Regions from separate parts of the Sus scrofa genome. Here regions 2 and 3 are each linked to region 1. A link is a contact called in public HiChIP or PLAC-seq data. All regions are on one chromosome and are shown on one strand. Each heading gives the region's core, a stretch centred on a gene start, on an enhancer-like site or on the middle of the called end of the contact. The rest is flanking DNA. Distances are from core to core; before and after follow the strand shown.

Evidence for each region. HiChIP or PLAC-seq counts read pairs in DNA pulled down with a chosen protein or histone mark.
Region 2: a contact with region 1 is called in an H3K27ac HiChIP or PLAC-seq map of alveolar macrophages. The contact joins two enhancer-like sites. A contact is called at or near these places in 3 of 47 Hi-C or Micro-C datasets (liver and skeletal muscle) and 2 of 2 datasets of contacts at active chromatin or transcription factors (alveolar macrophages and skeletal muscle).
Region 3: an H3K27ac HiChIP or PLAC-seq map of alveolar macrophages shows a contact between it and region 1, with 2.1 times the contacts expected there. The contact joins two enhancer-like sites. A contact is called at or near these places in 1 of 47 Hi-C or Micro-C datasets (fetal heart ventricle) and 2 of 2 datasets of contacts at active chromatin or transcription factors (alveolar macrophages and skeletal muscle).

Annotation. Positions count from the first base shown.
Region 1 is chr3:9,422,481-9,425,236 of Sscrofa11.1, forward strand. All of the region lies in intron 2 of CUX1 (protein CASP), which reads left to right. Among named protein-coding and RNA genes, the nearest start is that of CUX1, 110 kb to the left of the region's middle. Within about 2 kb of position 1,506, at least 16 of the 83 cell types and tissues checked have an H3K27ac peak or open chromatin away from gene starts, as enhancers often do. A contact at or near this core is called in alveolar macrophages and liver, where this site is marked.
Region 2 is chr3:9,558,320-9,561,317 of Sscrofa11.1, forward strand. All of the region lies in intron 8 of CUX1 (protein CASP), which reads left to right. LOC110259890 (a long non-coding RNA gene) reads right to left here. Exons shown (of 2, transcript XR_002342308.1): 2 at 1-2,998. Among named protein-coding and RNA genes, the nearest start is that of SH2B2, 110 kb to the right of the region's middle. Within about 2 kb of position 1,397, at least 16 of the 83 cell types and tissues checked have an H3K27ac peak or open chromatin away from gene starts, as enhancers often do. A contact at or near this core is called in alveolar macrophages and liver, where this site is marked.
Region 3 is chr3:9,610,842-9,613,967 of Sscrofa11.1, forward strand. All of the region lies in intron 14 of CUX1 (protein CASP), which reads left to right. Among named protein-coding and RNA genes, the nearest start is that of SH2B2, 58 kb to the right of the region's middle. Within about 2 kb of position 1,345, at least 10 of the 83 cell types and tissues checked have an H3K27ac peak or open chromatin away from gene starts, as enhancers often do. A contact at or near this core is called in alveolar macrophages, where this site is marked.

The sequences.
Region 1 (2,756 bases), core at 256-2,755:
TGCCATGGTAGCCATCCAGCTGGTCCCCTGATCGTTCCCCTCCAGGCTGTCTGCCCTTGGGGTGCTTTTCCTAGGAGACACGGCTGTGGGTTAAACCCCAGTTTAACACGTCGTCCGTTAAAATCCTCTAGCGGCATCTCACAGACTCACGTTGCGTTGCTGGGAACGCCAGTCCCAGAAAAATATGGTATTAAAGGCTCTGGAAAGTCCTGCAGAAAAGAACCCTGCTGGGCATTGATTAATCTAATACCATCCAACATGGACTGACCGCAAAGCTGTTATTTTTTCGAATCCCCTAGGAACATCCTCCGGCAGGGGTCGGCAAAGTTGCATGTAAAGAGCCAGATAGGCAGTTCCCGCTGTGGCGCAGTGGAAATGAATCCAGCTAGTATCTGTGAGGATTCGGGTTTGATCCCCGGCCTCGCTCAGTGGGTCAAGGACCCAGCATTGCCATGAGCTGCCGTGTAGGCTGACAGCTGTAACTCCGATTCGACCTTGTAGCCTGGGAACTTCCAATGTGCCACGGGTGCGGCCCTAAAAAGCAAAAATAAATAAATAAAAATAAGAGCCAGATGGTAAAATACTTTAGGCTTTGTGGTTTCAGCTCTGCTGTAAAGTCACTATAGCTAATACCTCAGTGATGGACACGCTCCAGTAATATTTTATGTAGAAACGTAAAACAGGCCGGATTGGGTGCGCTGAGCCCTGCTCTTAGGACCAGCAACATCACACCACCTGGGCCCACTCCAGACCTGATGGACTGGGAACTCGAGGCAGGGCGAGGGGCTGCAGTCTGCATCCTAACCAGCCCTCCCCACCAGCTAGCATGTGAGAGCCCCCCACCCCCCCGGCCGGCCCTGCTCCAGAAGCACAAACACGGTTCAGGAGCAAAGCCAACATTAGCAGGGATGGAAGGCCCTTCGAGAGCTGGTCTCTGGCCAGGATCTCTCCCTCACTAGCAGTTCTGTGGTCCAGGTGAGCTCCCTGTCGGGCCTGGGCCACAGCACCCTTTCTCCAAGCCCATGCGTTTGCACAGGAATCCTTCCGTCTGGAGCAGGTCCCTTCTCTTGCTGCCTCCCGCCTCTTCCCTAACTTCTGGTCCCTCATGACTCAGCTCGGGTGTCCCCTGTCTTGGAGGCATGTTTGGAGCCTCCCGGCCCCACCCGCAGGGTTTTCCTCCTCTGCGCCTCCGTCCTGTCTGCATCCCTGAGCAGAGCACTTCGTGTGTGGGATACCGCCTGCATGGGGACGCCTCCCTCACCCCTGTATTCCCAGCACGCACGGGGCACCCCAGAATGATATGGAATAGCTCAGTGAATGAGCAAAGAACCCCAGGCTTGGGGCCTGACTCGCGGGTTTCACCCGAGGCGCCTGGTCCCCGCGTGCTGGGACCTGGGGACGTTGAGTCGGCACCTGGGAGTCCCTGGCTGGCTGTGGTTCTGGGGGCGTTCACAGTCGGGGGGCGGGGGTTCCGGTCATTTCCTCTTCTCCCCGCCTCTGACTCACTGATTGATTGATGTTTGGAAATTGTGACTCATCTCGTTAGAGAAGAAAAAGGAAATTTTACTCTGCTCTCCCTCCCTCCCTTTCAAATAAGCAATAAATACAAGCGGCTGACATTCTGCTTGGTGCAGTCAGAAGCATTTAAGTGCATTTCTGGTTTTCGTAATTGGTAGCTTCTTGTGGAAAGGTGCTTATTAGAAGAAGAAAACTTTTCTTGTGTCTCTGTTTTCGGCCTTCTTGTCTATAACATCATAAAGAGAGCGGGTATGGGAACGGCGTAGATACTTGCAGCAGTTCGCGTTTTAGCCGATGAGAGTTAGAAGCTGCTTCTCTTTTAGTAAGAAATGCGAGGGTCCCCTCTCCGCCTTCGGGGTTTCACAATGAACTCACCGAGGTGGTGAGTAACGATGTCTTAAGCTGGTTTATTAAATGTGAAAGAATGAGGTGTCCTAGGCTGACGTCGTGTGCCGAATGTGGACAAGGCCTGGGCCAGCTGGACACGAGGCCTGGGCCCGGGCTGGTGCCAGAACACCGCCCAACTTGACCGTGCCCGTTGTGTCTCACGACACGGACGATTGAAGTGGACACACGGCCTTGAGTTGTAAGAGTCTTCTCCTGGGAAATAAAAAAAAATAAATAAATAAATAAAAAGGCGTTCCTCCCTTCTCTGCGATGTGGGAATGAGAGCTTGACTCCTCGGGGCCTTTCCTCCTCTTCAGGTTCAGCACATCCTTGATGTGTTAGGTTCTCGGTTCTGGAAAACTTAACCAGTGAAGTCAGCATCGTTTCAAAACGTAACTCTAAGTAAGGGCTCAGTAAATGCTAGTTGTAATGTTTTTTTTTTTTGTTTGTTTGTCTTTTTGCTTTTTCTAGGGCCGCTCCCGCGGCATATGGAGGTTCCCAGGCCAGGGGTCCAGTCGGAGCTGCAGCCAACAGCCTACGCCAGAGCCACAGCAACGCGGGATCCGAGCCGCGTCTGTGACCTAAACCACAGCTCACAGCAACGCCGGATCCTTAACCCACTGAGCAAGGCCAGGGATCGAACCCGCAAGCTCATGGTTCCTAGTCGGATTTGTTAACCCCTGTGCCATGACGGGAACTCCTAGTTGTAATTATTTTGTTAGCACCATCCTCGTTACCGGCCAGGCATAATGCCTAGCTTCTAGGGAGGCACTTTGCTGTATTATCTAATTCCTTGTGCAAAAGAGCCTTGCGAGGCAGGTGCCCCCCTTTCCCCACTGTAGCGCAGTAAC
Region 2 (2,998 bases), core at 147-2,646, 140 kb after region 1:
TTAACTGACTCTCTGAATGTCCTTAGCCTTCCAGGCCAGCCCTGCTCCAGGTCCCGTCTTACTTCTGAAATTCAGTGTCAGGTGCAAAACCATGGAGCCCTCCTGAAACTTTGAAGAGCCATGTGCTTATTTTCGATTCTCTCACCCTGCTCTGCCGCTGTTCTGTTGCATGTCAAGCACAGCAGCGACATGTGACACAGTTATGCCTCCCGACATCCACCTCTGCCGCGAAACCCATCCTTTCTGAAATACGCTAACCTGTACGTTCCTCCTGGTGAACCCCTTAACGTTATTTGGGTTTTCCAAGGACCACCTCTGCCTTCCTTCACAAAGCAGCTGCCATTTAGCAAGATTATCAGTGAGTGAGAAGAAACCTTTATTCCCTGGCATACATACGGTAAATATTTTTCACACACTCGAGGCTTACTGGATAGATCCCAAGGTACAAACAAAGACAAATCTGTCCTTATCGTCAAATTGTTTAATTTTTCCTAAACTCAGAAATTTACTGCCTGCATCTCCCGGGCCCTCCCGTAAGGGTTAAACCCCTTACCCCGTCATTAGGAAAGTGACTGGATCCAATTTCCCGTCCAGAATCACAGCCACGCTGTCCATCAGGGGTCACAAGCGTAGCCGAGCTGTAAGGCAGTTATTTGCCGAATGTGTCTTCCTGACAGAGGGCCCCCGGGGTTCCATCAGCTGAAGTTTCCCAACCAACCATGAACGTATGAAGAAGGTTTGGCTGGTCCACTAAGAATCCCTTCCAAAATGAAGTCTCTAATGAAACCAGGAAGGCGGTTTGTTTAACTTCAAATTTGCATCACACCTCCCTCCCCAAAGTATTCCAGGCGGTTTTACTACAAGACACAGAATCAATGAGCCTCTTAGAGTGAAACCTGGGAGTTCGAGCAGAGCCTCGTGGGGAAGGTACTTTCGTAAGGCTTGGATTGGGATTTAAAAGCTCAGTGAGCGGCTCAGTAACCTGATGTGACGGCGGCATTCCCTGCCTAGGATTTTCAGAGTTCCTTATTAACGGTGACGCCCCGATGGACTGTTTGCTTGGCAACGAGGGAAAACTTTCTGTGGCAATTAACCTTTCTATTTTTTCCCTACCTCTAAGTATTGTGAACTTCCTTTGTGGTATTTTAGTGATCAGACAGGATGGAGGGTGTTCTTAAAGATTCATGGCCAAATCCGATGATGTCAGGACGAAGGGAAGGGACCGTCTTCGTGGGGCCAGCAAGTCTGGCCCCGTCTGAATTGTTTGTCTAACACTTCACCAGTAGAGGAGGAACCACTGAATTATTCATTTGCACGTTGCCCTAAAAAAGGCACTTAGGCTGCCGAAATGCAGACTCTCGGTGCCAGTGAGAGGAAGAGGAAGGATGCTGGCTTTCCTCGGAATGCGCTGCCGCCTTTGGCAGCCTGGGTCTCTAGTTTCACTTCCCAGCCCTGCGGGTAAAGGAAACAAGCCCCAGCTGCCTGAAGTGCAGGGCAGTTGCAAGGTGGGGGCTGTGGACAGATGCTGGGAGGGCCCCTGAAGCCACAGGTGAGCCAAGCATTGCAGTGACTGCGGAAGGACCAGGTGCAGGGGCGGTGGGGGGGAGTTCTGGCAGCAGCTTGTAGGACCAGCAGGAGCTGTGTAGCCAGGGAGGCCCCAGGGTGTGGGTGTGATCAGAGGAGAACAGCCCCGAGCCTCTTCTTGGGCCCAGGAAGTTGTCTGGGCCTTGGGCCTGGCGGAGGGAGGGGAAGGGAGCTGCGAGTAATAACTGGAACGCAACTGGAGGGCTTTTTTTATCCTTCGTTTCTAGCTTCTCTGCCACCAAACCTTTTCTAAACAGTTCCTACCAAGTAGTACTCAGGGCAGGAAGCGGGTAATTAGAATTCCTCACGTTCGGGAATCAGAGCAGGATTCTTACTTACCCTAGTCGGATGCTCCCTGTGGCCCCGACTCCCCCTGGCCTCAGGGCCCCCCTCCTCGCCCGCCCGGGAATCCGAGCAGGGCGGCCTTCTCCCGCCGCCTGCGGTTCCCGCTGGTGCCTGCGGGAGCGGTGAGGACAGCAGGTGCAGGCCCGGAAGCGGACGCACCTGCCGGCTGTAGGCAGGGCGTTTCCAGGTTAAGTCAACAGGGAGAAGGAACCATCTGAGAGGCGGTTCTGAAAGAGTGAAAGCTGTACGTGGACAAGCAGCGCTCCAGCCGCCGGAAAGGCCTCCTGACACGTTTCACCCTAAGGACGTGAAGGGGAGCCTGACAAATGTTTATACACGGCAGCCCTCCCAAGACGTTTCTCAGCGATCGGAAAGTACGGATGCAGCAGCCTGGGTCCACAGCCCTGCTGGCCGTGTGTGTCCTCTGCCCAAGATCCCGAAACCTCCGCCAGTTCCCGGGGGACAGGCACCCAGTGAACAGAGGGAGGCGGCCTCTGTTCCCTCCAGGGCCCATGCAGAGACACTCCCGAGAGCCGCTTTGGTGGTGGGATGAAGGGTGGGGCTCAGGTGTCCTCTCCAGAAGCCACTTCTTCTGTATCTAAGAATATTTATGTATGATTTTTCAATCACGTTCTTTCCGGGCGCTTTTTTTCCCTCCTCTTTGCTGAGTGAGTAAACAGATTCTGAGAGGTTAACTGACATGACAAAAATTAGCAGAGAACTGAGTCTCCGACGGACAGAGCTAGACTGCCCGCTCCTAATCTGTGTTCTTGCCCAGGGGCCCCCTGCAGCCTCCTCCCATGCATGGGCCTCCTTGTCACCGCTTTTCTGTGCGAGCCGTGGCGTGGCGGTTGTCATGCGTGCTGCCTTGAGGGTTGACAAGCGGTGACGGAGGGTCACAAAACGATTGAGGTGGTCTGTGCTTTTTATCACCCTATACTTCTTAAAAATTTTTTAGCCCAGCCAGGCCGTGCCTGGCCCGCCTGGCCCGCCTGGCCCCGTCCCCAGCCCCATTTTATTCTGAGGCATCTAGAACCCTTTCTTTTCATCTCTAAATGGTTTAGCATGT
Region 3 (3,126 bases), core at 95-2,594, 190 kb after region 1:
GAGGGCCTCGCTCATCTAAACAGCAAACTGCTGACACGGGAATGTTTTCCTCACTGAGGATTCCTGTCGGCCTCTCTCTGCCCAGCTCTGCTGCCCTCGCCATCTCCGTTTTCCCTAAGATCGGTATCTCAGACTTGCCCATGGGTTTTACGGTAAAGGAGAGAGAGAGGCTGCAGGGTCTAGTGCGTCTTCGTTTTTTTTCCTCCCGGAGGATGTCACCGTTTCTAAATGCTCCTTTGATGATCCCAGCATTGGGGTGAATGGGCTTGGACATGGGGGGACATCCGTGCTGTTTTCAGCAAGTGACCCATGCTGATTTTGGAAGCTATTGATGCCTCGATGAAGAGTAAGGAGAACAGAGGGGGAGTGATTTTAAAAAAAGAAAGAGAGAGAGAGAGAGAAAGAAAGAGAAAGAAAGAAAGAGAAGAGAGAGAAAAAGAAAAAGCAAAAACGGTTTGCAAAGGACAGGACTTCAGAGCAGTTACCTGCTCCTCTGTTCCCTGTAGTCCGGTTTCCCACCAGCAGTTCTGAGCTGGCGTCTCGGGCTGCCTTTGCCCTAATGCAGCAGGCCTGTCTGAAGGCGGAGGCGCAGGGGTGCTTTGGGCTCGGTTTTCGGGGTCTCCCTTTCGTCTGTCTCCCATCCCAGCTCTTATCCATTAGTGGCCCCACACTGCTGACTGTAGCAACACGCCAGGCGCAGGGGGCGCGCTCTCAGAAGAAGGGAGGGGCCCCATCAGCCTGGTTTTCTTCGAGTGTGGCCCCCAGTGTTTGCTTATCGGTTAGCAGGGCTGTTGTGGGATTTTGTTGTCGTTTGGTTGGTTGGTTGGTTTTTGGTTTTGGTTTTGGTTTTTTGGCCGCACCTGTGGTACGTGGAGTCTTCCAGGGCAGGAATTGAACTCAAGCCATAGCTGGATCCTCTACCCGCAAAGCCACCAGGGAATTCCGACAGGGTTTTTTAAAAGGAAGAAAACCATGAGATGGAATGAAGGGGTGTGTGTCTGTGGGTAGGTAGGTACATAGATATGATCTGAGATTGGATTTTTTTTTTTCCTTTTCATTCCTTAAAGCTCATTTCTTATTCATGGCTCCTTGGTGTGATTAATCTATTTGCCCCAAGGGAAAGGAGACAGGAGACGACTCTCAAAGGGGGAGAAGGAAAGAGGAAGGAACAAATTTTCCTGGATGCGACTTAGTCATTGCATTAGGGAGAACGCAGAGAGGAGTCACCCGCCACCCACACCCACCGACTCAGCCTTGTGACTTTGTGCTGGGGGAGTGTTTCGTTGCAGTAGCTAACAAGCTTCCCTGCCAGCTGTACTAAGGGAGAGGCTGGCCTGGCCTCTTCGGATTAATTATAAAGTACCCAGCTTTTTCCCAGCGTGTCAGGCAGGAACTGTGGCTTCCAAGTCTCCGCCCATGGAGAATTCCATGGCTCCACGTCGCTGTTCTCACACAGCAGAGCACCAGTTGCCTCTCGAGAAGGCGGCAGCTGTTAGTCCATCTCTAACGTGGGTGGTCCCGTGTGACCCTCCCTGACACGGGGACCACAGGGTAACAGGCTGTATGTGGCCGTACGCAGCCCCCTCCCCGCCCCCAGTAGGGACAGGCCAGCTTTCCTTCTTGACCTGCGTAATGGCTCCGCTTGGTACCCACGGACCGACCCGGAGGACGTGTTTACCGTTTCAGCGCTTTGAACTCAGCAATAGGACCCTGATGCAGCTTCCTTGAATAAGCAGTCAGTTCCTCAATTCTAATGACTAAGTCAGGGAGGGGCAGTGGGATAACACATTAAGAGGAAAAGGAAAGGGCTTAGCTGTACCCCCAGAAGATTCCATGGCGCCGTCTCAAGCAGGCAAGACGCTTCATTCATTGCCCTAGACTCGGTCTGATCTGCTTTGTTTTGTTTTTCTTTCTTTCTTCTTTTTTCTTTTTCCCCCGCTTCTCTTTCATGGAAATAAATCAGGAAAGTAACTGTTGATGCTCTCTAAAAAGAATTATCCTTGGGAGTACCCTGGTGGCCTAGCAGGTTGAAGATCCGACCTTGTCACTGCTGTGTCTTGGGCTGCTGCTGTGGCACAGGTTTGATCCCCCCTGGTGGAGCCATAAAAAAATATATATATATATTCTTACCCTCATTTATTTTGAATAGCTGAAAAGATTCATATATACATAACTGATTTATACATGGCCATAGACAACAGCAGAAACAAAAGAGAATTCTGGATGTGTCCTCCCTAAGCAGGGGCCACTGCTCTTTTTTCCTGGGGCTGAGCTTCCTGCACCCACTCACTGACTATGAAGTTGGCCGCAAGAGGAACCAAGTGCCCATTCATTTCTCTTTCTTGAGTGGACCCTGCATGAGGGCATTTTACTTTCATCCAGATAAAGGAATCCTCTGTTCTAAGATCAGAAAAGACAGGTTTCTGGGATCAGGCACAACCCACCTTACTGTCGTCTGTCACGTGGTACGTATGTGCTCAGGCCCATGGCGGGGGGTGGGGTGGGGCGTAGTGCTGAGGGCGCCCCAAGGGGGAAGCTGGGCCTTGAAGGGCAAAGGGGTCGGGGAGAAGGACATTCCCGGGGGAAAGCTCTGTGTGGGCAGAGGTTCATTGATGGGTGAGGACATGGTATGTGTGTGGAAGCTTTGGGAAATAGTGAAAATATTAGAAGCCCCTAGTTCAGAGGTCTTTTTTTTTTTATTACTACTATTTTTTATTTGATAGGCCGCACCCGCGGCATATGGAGGTTCCCAGGCAAGGGGTCCAATCAGAGATGTAGCTGCCAACCTGTGCCGCAGCCACAGCAACACCAGGTCTGAGCCACATCTGGGACCTACACCATAGCTCATGACAGTGCCGGATCCTTAACTCACTGAGCGAGGCCAGGGACCGAACCCTCCTCTTCATGGATACGCATTGGGTTCTTAACTTGCTGAGCCACAGTGGAAACTCCATTTTTTTTTTTTTATAAAGCAAAAGTCCCTAATTTATTTTTTTAAAAGCCTTTTATTCTTTTGAAATACTAGAGGCAAAGTGGATTACAGAAGAATTTTGTCCTTTATGTAGGTTACACTATTGCTGCCTTGAGGCGGATACAATAAGAAAAATAATGGACAGCAGGACAGAA